Regions from separate parts of the Macaca mulatta genome. Here regions 2 and 3 are each linked to region 1. The links are chromatin contacts, called in public Hi-C maps. All regions are on one chromosome and are shown on one strand. The core of a region is the stretch at or near the end of the contact, and the rest is flanking DNA. Distances in the headings are between cores, read along the strand shown.

What was found. A called contact is a pair of places that touch in the nucleus more often than the background predicts.
Region 2: a contact with region 1 is called in a Hi-C map of blood, with 2.6 times the contacts expected there. The contact joins the promoter of GNL1 here to the promoter of DHX16 in region 1. A contact is called at or near these places in 4 of 14 Hi-C or Micro-C datasets (CD4 T cells, blood, fetal cortex germinal zone and 1 more).
Region 3: a contact with region 1 is called in a Hi-C map of fetal cortex germinal zone, with 3 times the contacts expected there. The contact joins the promoter of FLOT1 here to the promoter of DHX16 in region 1. A contact is called at or near these places in 5 of 14 Hi-C or Micro-C datasets (CD4 T cells, blood, cortical neurons and 1 more).

The regions. Positions count from the first base shown.
Region 1 is chr4:152,373,062-152,376,525 of T2T-MMU8v2.0, reverse strand. It overlaps DHX16 (DEAH-box helicase 16), which reads right to left and starts at 1,891. Exons shown (of 20, transcript NM_001105166.1): 1 at 1,685-1,891; 2 at 34-281. The coding sequence starts at 1,891.
Region 2 is chr4:152,490,325-152,493,788 of T2T-MMU8v2.0, reverse strand. GNL1 (G protein nucleolar 1 (putative)) reads right to left here and starts at 1,945. Exons shown (of 12, transcript NM_001047139.1): 1 at 1,873-1,945; 2 at 1,292-1,457; 3 at 796-932; 4 at 504-655; 5 at 315-386. The coding sequence starts at 1,945. It overlaps PRR3 (proline rich 3), which reads left to right and starts at 3,040. Exons shown (of 4, transcript NM_001257586.1): 1 at 3,040-3,211. The coding sequence starts at 3,106. LOC144340506 (a long non-coding RNA gene) reads right to left here. Exons shown (of 2, transcript XR_013416688.1): 2 at 2,097-2,388.
Region 3 is chr4:152,305,097-152,308,560 of T2T-MMU8v2.0, reverse strand. It overlaps FLOT1 (flotillin 1), which reads right to left and starts at 1,741. Exons shown (of 12, transcript NM_001105168.1): 1 at 1,699-1,741; 2 at 1,344-1,419; 3 at 1,165-1,255; 4 at 742-885; 5 at 236-355; 6 at 53-148. The coding sequence starts at 1,741. LOC114677753 (a long non-coding RNA gene) reads left to right here and starts at 2,503. Exons shown (of 2, transcript XR_013416698.1): 1 at 2,503-2,637; 2 at 2,775-3,176.

The DNA of each region.
Region 1 (3,464 bases), core at 642-3,141:
GCCCCATCCTCCCTCGCCCTGCTTCTGACTTACCCTGTTTTCTTCTTCCCTTTCTCAGAAGCCTCTTCCTCCTCTTCTTCCTCCTCTTCCTCACGCTTCTTCCTGAGGTGTTTCCGCTTTTTACGTTTCTTCTGGAGGCTGCTTCCAGCCCTACTCACAGTCTCCTCACTGCTCTCTTCACTGTCTTCCAACAACCTATAAGATCGGTTCTTCTCCAGCAGGGCTCGGGCCTCTCGCTCTGCTGCCCGCGCTGGCTTTTCTACCACTGCCTTTCGTGGTACCTGTCAGTAGAGGGGAAGATAAGGAGGTCTGAGCAACTCCTGATCTCTGCCCTCCCACTTAGCTCTAGCTCTGTTCCTAATTTAAGCAATTACTTAGTCTCCCCCCGCCCGCCGAGATGGAGTCTTGGTCTGTCACCCGGAGCTGGAGTGCAATGGTGTGATCTCGGCTCACTTCAACCTCCACCTCCTAGGTTCAAGCAATTCTCCTGCCTCAGCCTCCCAAGTAGCTGGGATTACAGGCGCCTGCCACCACACCTGACTAATTTCTGTATTTTTAGTAGAGATGAGGTTTCACCATGTTGGCCAGGTTGGTCTCAAACTCCTGACCTCATGATCCAGTTGCCTGGGCCTCCCAAAGTGCTGGGATTACAGGCGTGAGCCACCGCACCCGGGCACAATTACTTAGTTTTAAACCAGCTAACCAGCCTTCATTCTGTCTTCCTCATGGCTTCACCCCATGTTTATCATCCTGAATGGGGCCCACAGCTTTTTGGCTTTTTTTACAGACAGGGTTTCACTCTGTCCCTCTTGGGCTCAAGTGATCCTCCCACCTCAGGCTCCTAAGTAGCTGGAAACACAGGTGCACACTACAACGCCCAATTAATTTTTAAATTTTTTGTAGGGAGGTTTCACTATGTTGCCCAGGCTGGTCTCGAACTCCTGGGCTCAAATGATCCTCCTGCCTCAGCCTTCTGGGGTGCTGGGATTACAGGTGTGAGCCACTGCACCGGGCCTCCTCTGTTAATTAAACGGCTGAAAGGAAGTTCAGAAGCTGAGGGGGGACGGGCAAGGTGGCTCACGCCTGTAATCCCAGCACTTTGCGGGGCTGAGAGAGGAGGACTGCTTGAGCTGAGGAGTTAGAGACCAGCCTGCGCAACACACCAAGGCCTCGTCTCTAAAAATAAAAATAAAAATGAAAGATATTAGCCGGGGGTGGTGGCGCATGCCCATAGTCCCAGCTACTGGGGAAGATGAGATGGGAGGGTCGCTTCAGCCAGGGAGATCGACGCTGTAGTGAGCCGTGATCTTATGACCGCACTCCAGCCTGGGCGACAGGGCGAGCGAGGCTGTGTCTCTCAAAAAAAAAAAAAAAGGAAAGAAAGAAAGAAAAAGAAAGAAATGCAGAAACTAAGATCCCTACTGAATCGCAATCTGCATTTTAACAAGGGCCCTGGATGCATGTTAAGAGTTCGAAAAACACCGTTCTATTGCGTTTAACCCGACACACCTAAGCCCTCCTCAATCTTCTCCACTGAGCTGGGCGTCCAGCAGCTAGCACAGTACCTAGGCGACAACGGACAAAGAATAAGTGCTTGTGAACTGAGCTTTCTTAACTCCTCGATGGACCGTTAGGCCAGCCTCATCGGGACAAATCACAGGACCCCTCCCCACCCTGCCGACACCTTGTTCCAGAGTCTCAGGGCGAAGTCCCGGGCCGGCCCACTGAGATCCAAAGTATCAGTGTCTCGTAGGCGCTGCACGAACTCCTCGGCCGACGTGCAGCGCTGTGCAGTACCGATCAGGAACTGGGCGACGTGCCGCTCGCTCAGCCCCAACACCGAGTGCAGCTCGTCCTGAACCCAGCGCTCCAGCCCCGCCGGCGTCGCCATGGCGACCCACGCTCCCTGCTCCCAGCCCTGAAGCGTCGGGCAGCCCCGTTCACTGCTGGGCCAGTCGGAGGCCTGGAGCCCTCGGCTGGAGCCTCAGCTTCGCAAGGCGGCTACCTTGGGACCTCTAGGATCAATTTCCGACATCCCAAAGCCGTCGTCCGGTACCGCAAAGCCCGGAAGGGGCTGCACTTTTTCCGGCCTCTAAGCACTACGGTGGCCGAGCGAGTTCAAACCTCGCGGAACCATGCCTGAAAGTTCGGAGTAATTCTTTTTTCTTCATTTCCGCCTCTATCCAGTTTCTCTGACGCCCCCTGATGGTCAGTCCGTGAGTGCTTCCCTAACGCATTCATTCAACAAGTGAAATCAATTTAATGGAGGCCTAATGTGTGCTCATTGCTTTCCGTCGCTGGGATCTAGCAGAGGACAAATCAAAAGTTCCTTACCAAATTTACATTTTGCGGTGGGGGAGGGACAGGATACATAATAAATAAAGTATGGAAGTTTTATAGCGCCAAAAACTCTGCAAAGTAAGGGACAACCGAAATTCTATTTCAGATTGGAAGATGGGGTCCATGCTCATGAAGCATATTAGCCGTGTTGGCCGGGCGCGGTGGCTCACGCCTGTAATCCCAGCACTTTGGGAAGCCAAGACGGGCAGATCACTTGAGGTCAGGAGTTCGAGGCCAGCCTGGCCAAGATGGCTAAACCCTGTCTCTACTAAAAATATAAAAATTAGCCGGGTGTGGTGGCGTGCGCCTGCAGCCCCAGGTACTCGGGAGGCTGAGGCAGGAGAATCGTTTGTACCTGCGAAGCGGAGCTTGCAGTGAACCGAGATCCCACCACTGCACTCCAGCCTGAGCGACAGAGGAAGACTCTGTCTCAAACAAACAAAAAAGTGACCTTTGCTAGGATTGGTTTGCCTGCAGCAGGAGTGAAGACAGGTCAGGCATAAGGGAAGACCTCTAGGCAGGAAGAAACTGGGGAACTGGGGAAAATTTTTTTTTTTTTTTTTTTTTTTTTTTTTTTTTTTTTTGAGACGGAGTCTCGCTCTGTCACCCAGGCTGGAGCACAGTGGCCGGATCTCAGCTCACTGCAAGCTCCGCCTCCCGGGTTCACGCCATTCTCCTGCCTCAGCCTCCCAAGTAGCTGGGACTACAGGCGCCCGCCACCTCGCCCGGCTAGTTTTTTGTACTTTTTCGTAGAGACGGGGTTTCACCGTATTAACCAGGATGGTCTCGATCTCCTGACCTTGTGATCCGCCCGTCTCGGCCTCCCAAAGTGCTGGGATTACAGGCTTGAGCCACCGCGCCCAGCCCAGGAAAATTGTTAAAGACAAAATCTCCAAACTAAGGAACAGGCAAACTGTTTTCTGCATTTTTGCTAACATCTTGAGAAAATCACTGGTGGCTGCTTATTTAAAAGTAAGCAAGGCCAGGTGCAGTGGCTCTTCCTATAATCCCAGCACTTTGGGAGGCTGAGGCAGGAGGATCTCTTGAGAACAGGGGTTTGAGACCAGCCTGGGCAACATGGTGAGACCCTGCCATCTCTACAAAAAATTAGCCAGGTGTGGAGG
Region 2 (3,464 bases), core at 696-3,195, 120 kb before region 1:
GGCAGGAGGAAGCCCCCAATTGCATTCATAGAATCCCTGGAGCTCCACACTTGGATTTTCTGTTGGTCTAACTGTGATGAGTTAAAAGGATAGGACATGAATGTTTTGAAAAGGAGAGTGAGCCGGCCAAGGGAGAAGTGACAGGCTATAAGAGAGAATAAAAAACTGAGTTCCTAACTGCAGACATCAGCACTAGGCAGAGGTCAGAAAGACAGGAAAATAGATACCTGTCTCCCAACTCTTGCCTCTGACCTTTGCCCCTGAAAAACCTTTCTCCCTCCTCCTCCTTGGCCACCCTTATTCCTAGTACTCACTGGATGTCGGATATCAGTGATAAGCAGGACAATGTCAGACATCTCTAACACACGCCACAGCTGCCTCCATGTCTAAAAAGACAAGATCAGGAAGAGAACCTGAACACAGAGTCCCTCTCAAGCCTGATCCCAAGCCAATTTGACCATTGGTCACTATGCCCCACTCCTGTCCCTAGAGTACACTGTCACCTCCAGATTGTGCTCAAAGTAGCTGAGTTTCTCAGAGGAGTAAGCCCCATGAATCTTCCCAAGATACTCTTGGAAGCTCCGTTCCTCTTGGCTCATTAGTTGCTCCTTGGACATCTCATAGCTCCAAGGAGGACGTCGAGGAAAGTCCAGAACTGGGAAATCAGGAAAAAGTCCAAGTGTGAGGGAATTTTCAGGATTCAAGAGTACATCCCAGACCCCTCCATCCTCACACTAGGCTCTTACCTTTCCAAACTCCTTTCCCCAGCCCAATACTTGTCTTGCCCTCACTCACCTGAGCCAGGCTGATAGACCTCCCGGATGTCCAGCTCCAACACCTCAGCACTGACCGGCTGTAGAACTTGCTCCCGGGCTGCTCTCTTTCTCCTCTCTACCTCCTCTCTGCTGTCTCTCTCAAAATGCAGTCGGTATCTAAGGGAACAGGGACCAAGACATCCAGCGCAATCCTGTGGCCACAAACTCCTATTTTCTCCCCTCTTGGACAATCAACTTCGCAAAGCATTCTCTCGTCGTTCAAGTCTCCTCTCTCAAGTCAGCCTTCCCCCAAGTCCTTCTTTCAGGCAATACTCAGCCTCCTCCTCCTAAAAGCCCAACTCTCTCCAGCCCCTCTGGAAAGCAAGATTGTGGCCCGCACTGGGGAGCCGAGGGGCTAGCGGAGAACTGTGGCATCGCAGGCCCACCGTCTTCACCAGCAGCAGCCCACTTTCCCCCAAAGCTCTGACTTCCGGGTAGGCGGGAAAGCCGGGACGAGCGCCCCCTCCCACCCTCACCGATTTGGGTCGTAGCCTCGTGGACCCAGCCCCTGAGAAGGCTGCTGGTTAAGCCTGCGGATATGATGGGTCACAGACTCCCCGTCCGAGGTGTCTGTCTGTTCCTCTCGCCGCTCCCGGCTCCCGCTGCGGCTGTTGGAACTGGAGCGCAGCCCATCTTGAAGCCCTGCGGGGAGGGGCCGGTGACGCCAGTGCTGGCCAGCTCTCAGGGGCCATAAGACCCTCTCCCCCACCGGTCTGACTCTTCTTCATCCCACTCAACTTCTTCCGACGCTCTGTCCTCCCAACCACCCTATTCGGGACCCTCCCGGATGTGCGTGGGGGGGAATCACTCCTCCAGGGAGCAGTAGGGACGGCGCCCCGTGCGAGCTGGAGGGATTCCCCTCCCCCAACTCTCCATCCTTCCCCACCCCTTCCAGATGTGGGGGGGTGGGGTGGGAGATCCCCTCCGCGATAGGCCGCGAGGGTTGGCGCGGTCCCACGACACCCTCCCACGACCCCCAGAGGTGCAGCGGGCACACCCCTCCTTCCAGCTGTGCGGAAGCCCGAGCCCCGCCTCCTCCTCCAGCTCCCGCACTGACCTCTCTTCCGCTCCCGTTTGTCCTGCAACTGCTTCTTCTTCTGCTTCACGCTAAAGGGCTTCTTCCTCGGCATGGCCCGGACCAGTCACCTGGCCCGCCCTCCGCCGAGCTCCTGCCGCCTCAACTGACTGCCCCCCGGGGCAGTCCCCGCCGCAGGGGCCCGGGACCCTAGAGGAGGCGGAGCTAGCAGGTGACGTCAGCGGGCGGGCCCGACCGAATTGCCGCCGCGGCGGCGATGGAAGGCGGACAGGGGAGATACACAGTCACTTCCCTCCAGGAGCGAGGCGAAAGGATGATGCGGGGTGGGCTACTGGCACGTGAGAGCCAGTAGCACCGAGAGAGCACCCCGGCGGCGAGGAAGGAGGCGCGCGTGGGAGGACCAGGCTAACTTCGTCACGGACGCTACCAACTCGCGTTCGGAGGAGGGGGGAGCGCGTGTCATCACTACCTTGCGCTCCCGGGAGAAGCTACCACTCACCTGGAGGGGGCGGCGGAGCGGAGGGCGGGGCCTATTACCTAGGGGAGAGGAGGAGTGGACACGCTGAGGCTACACTCCCAACCCCCAGGCTTGACCTTAGTGGAAAGCCGAGACGGTGCGTCCCGGGAATGAAGCCAGGTTGCTGGGCTACACCGGGGGCACGGTCAGAGGTCTTTAGGGGAGGGCGGCGGTCTGAAGAGTCCTGGCTGCCGACCTGCTGGGACCCAAATTCCTTGTGGGAACGATGATAAGGAGCAGGTTTACAGATCAGAAGTGCAAAAGCGGGCGAGAAGCGAAACCCAGGCGGGACAAGGGCTTTTGGAGGGAGGTCAAAGGGCACAAAGTTGTGCCTGCAGCTGTTACCATAGTAACCGAGGACCGGATGTGGCGATCTTACGGTGCGACAGTCCTCTTCTCAGGCCTTCTGGCCCGAGAGCCTGTTGACTCTGTGACACACTCTGAGGAGCTGGTTGTGGTGTTTTCCAGCGAGGGAAGAAGAGCGGAATTTTTTCAAAGCATTTATAGAAACGCAGCAAAAGGAAGGTGTGAGGTTGCCGCCATGCCTGGCAGAGACGGAGAGAGGCAGTTTACTCCAGAATGCGGCCGCCACAGATGTTCTCCGCAACCTTCCGGAAGTGGAATGGTGGGAGCTTGGGCATTGCTGCCCACCGACCCCCCGGAAGCGGAAACAGAATCCCCGCGTGCCCCTTCCTCACTACCCTCCAAATCCCGCTGCAGCCATTGCCGCAGCCACGATGCCGAAACGAAAGAAGCAGAATCAGCACCAGCCACCGACACAGCAGCAACCCCCACTGCCCGAGCGGGAAGAGACTGGAGATGAGGAGGATGGGAGTCCCATCGGTGAGGGGTCAGGGAGGGATGTGCACATGCCTGTCAAGCCCGTCCGGGCGAAGGGCTAGGGGCTAATAAGGTGCGAAGGAAGGGGCTCTAACGGAAGGAGGAAGGGCGCACGCGCTGGGTAGGGATGGCAGCAGGGCTGTCCCAAATGGAGCCTTGAACCAGGAGTTCTCTTACTGGAACCGTCAACCTCAATACGGCCCCAAACCTTTCTGGAACGCGGGGGTGGAGAGAGTAAAGAGCTCTTTTGCGCAGC
Region 3 (3,464 bases), core at 492-2,991, 68 kb after region 1:
AGTTGTGCCACTTCTATCCCCTTTCCCACTAAGCAACCCCCATCTCTCTCACCCGGATCCCAGCATCTCTCTTGGCCTCTGCTTCTCCAATCCGTGCATCTTTTTGGACTTGAGCTGTTCGAGCCTTTCCCAAAGAGTGCAAATAGTCCTGTGGGAGAGATGTAGAAATTAGTCCCTTGGACGGCTTAAGAGATGGGAGCAAGGAAGTGGGGAAGGATCAATTGCCCAGTTTTACCTGGTCATCGTGAATGTCCTTCAGAGTGTAGCTAACCACACTGATGCCCATGTTGACCAGGTCTGAGGAGGCCACTTTGAAAACCTGCTCTGAGAATTTCTGCCTGTCCTTATAGATCTCCTGTGATAACAGGATGGTGGGGAGAGGGGATGTAAGATTTCTTTTTTTTTTTGGCTCACTGCAACCTCTACCTCCTGGGTTCAAGCGATTCTCCTGCCTCAGCCTCCCAAGTAGCTGGGATTACAGGCACCCACCACCATGCCCAGCTAATTTTTGTATTTTTAGTAGAGATGGGGTTTCACCAGGTTGGCTAGGCTGGTCTTGAACTCCTGACCTCAAGTGATCCACCCGCCTTGGTGTCCCAAAGTGCTGGGATTACAGGCATGAAGCACCCTGCCCGGCCGGGATGTAAGCTCTTAGATCCACTGTCTGTCACAGACTAGTGTGGTCCTTGGGTCCCCCTCATTTTGGCATCATTCCAGATGGTTCCCTGCCCCCAGGCCAACCTCCACAGTCATGTGGGCCATTATGGCCCTCTGGTGGCCCTCTAACGTCTCCAGGGCAATGTGGGCAATCTCAGCCTCCGTCTTCCCCAGGAACATCTGACAGGCGGCCGCCAGCATCTCCTTGTTCTGCCCCTGGATTTTTACCTGTAGCCAGAGTAGGGGTAGGAAAGGTGTGGTGGGGGCCTCATGAAGTCAGAGAAGAAGCAGAGAGAAGGGAGAGCCCTCAAAGAAATGCTTCTTCCATTTCAGGGAAAGAAAGGAGGAGGCAGCAAGTGCCTTGAGGGTGCCTGGAAAAGATGAGACTAGCAGAGGAACTTCTCTGCAGGCAAGGATCGAGAAGGCTGTGGCCAGAAGATGTCTTAATGTCTGGGTGAGAGGGTGATGGGGAAGTAGACTTTGGGGAAAAGGCTCTGAAAGCCTCACCTGGGCAATGCCAGTGACTGAGATGGGGACCCCATGGCGAGTGTAAACCTTTTCACTCTTGACATTGAGGGTCAGTGTGTTGAGAGAGATCCTAGGGGAAAAAGAAGGGACAGACAGTAAGAAAAGGAGGAAAAAGAGAAAATGGGAGGTTCCCCTTCCCTGGTTCCCTTCTTGCCTACCTCTGGATCTGCTGGATGCAGGGCAGGACAAAGACTCGTCCTCCAGCCACCATGACTGGGGGGCTTCGGCAGAACCCTGCAAAGTGAGGAGCAGTGAGGAACTGTGGCAGAGCTTGAATGTGGAAGACTGAGGAACTGGCGGGGGCTAGGGGACAGCAACCCACAGGAGAGAATCTGGGAGCTGGAGGGGAAGCAATCTGGGCCTTGGAATGGTGGGAATCAAACTGGGCAGTTCGTGGTCATCAAGGGGCAGAAGTCTGGGGCTGGGAAGCTGGTAGGGAGAGGGAGAAGGGGCAGAGGCCAGACTCACAGGGGTTCTGGGGTCACTGGCTGGGAAGGGTACAACAGTACTTACCGGAGACCACCATGGCCTCATTTGGGCCACAGGTGAAAAACATGGTTCAGGCTGGAGCTGGAGGAGAGGGAGGGAAAGCCATTGCGGATGGGGAAGGGGCGCTGTGGCGTCCACAGGGGCCCATCCTTTCCCTTTCCCGTCAGGCCCTCTCAGTCTGCATCCGCCACAGCCTGTCCCTTCCGCACCCATGGGTCCGCTAAAGCTTTTCCCTGCAAAATCCTGAAGATCCCCAGCGACCTCTTCCCCGCCTGCGTACGGTCCCTCCCTTCCCCTCGCCGCTCCCTTTGATAAAGGTCCCCTGCGCCCAGAGGCCTGAAGATCTTTCCCCTCCCTCCCTGCCTCTCGGCAGCCCCAGGCTCCATCTCCCCTCCCCCACTCACCTTCCTGGACACCGGCGGCGGCCCGGCTGGGGTCTAGGGAAGGGCGGGGGCGCGCAGGGACCTGCAAGCCGAGCAGGGGCCGGTAGCGGACCAGCCTTCCTGGGTCCGCTCCCGCGTTACCCACCCGGCCGCACCCTGTTGCTGCTGCAGCCGCGACCCCGCCCCCCGCAGCAAACTAAGCACCCCCACCTCGCCCCGCCTCGGCCCTGTGAGCTTGGCCCGCCCCTTTCCCGGCAGGCCCCGCTCGAGTCCGCAGCCGGCCCACCCGTTGGCTCCCGGGCCCAGCCGGGCTGCCTGGTTAGCCCAGGGGCGGCCACATCCCTGCCGCCCCAATCACCGCCCTTCTTGAGCCGGGCGACACAGCTCCACGCTCCGCCCCCGGGCGCGGGACTTGACCTCCGCGGCCCGGCACCCTGGCGTAAGGGTGATTGCCACATCTCGGATTCGCCGCGGGGCAACTACCTGGGAAAACCGCAGACTGGGCAATGAAAGACTGCATCGGGCAACCGGATGCTGGGTTCTGTTGACTCCACGAAAAGGAGCTCCGGGGCCCAGGGAAGTGCGCGGGCTGGGGACTGGGCCACGGCGCCTCCCGCCGTTCCTTGCCATCTGAAGGCGGGGAGGAGCGGGGAGTCGGCGCTTGCAAAGATACACTCAAGACTGCAGACAGTAAATCAAGTTTATTTGTGTTCACAGAACATACTGGGCAATCTCGACAGTCGCCCCGTGACAGCCCACCAACCCCCAACCCTCTACCCCGCAGCCTCTCCCTAAAGGCGACTTCAAGAAGATCAAAGGATCTCACGGATCTCATTCCCAATGGTCCGCCGAAGTCTCACACAGTAGACAGACGGAGCTGAGATGCTGGAGGATGCAGTGTCACCTCCTAAACTTACGACCCACCACCAGGCTTCATCCCAGCCGGAACGTCCTCCCCCACCCGGGTCCTCCCCACTTCTTCTCCTACTCTGCCGCAGTTCCAGGTGTCCTGCCTCCACCAGTCCCACAAAGCTCAATAAATACCAAGAGACCTGCATTTACAGCAGGGGGAACATCTCACACCCTTGCATAAGTTAAAATAAATATTACGTACACCCCTTCATCACCTAGGAGGACGTACATAAATACATATAAATATTAATTAGGAGCAATAAGAAATAAATTAACGACGCTCTAATTCCCACCGGGCTTAGCCCCAGCTTGGCTGTGCCTCGGTCTATGTGCGCCTAAGTCCCGCCTCAAGCACTGGGTGTCGTCTCCGCTGTAGTGTTCTGAGTTCAAGTTGCCTCGGAAGTCCCAGTTTGGGATACGCTCTCGCGCACCAGGTACGCCTGGTGTTTCTTTGTGGTTTTTCGTATTCTTTTTGGGGAGTGCGGGGAGTCAAAG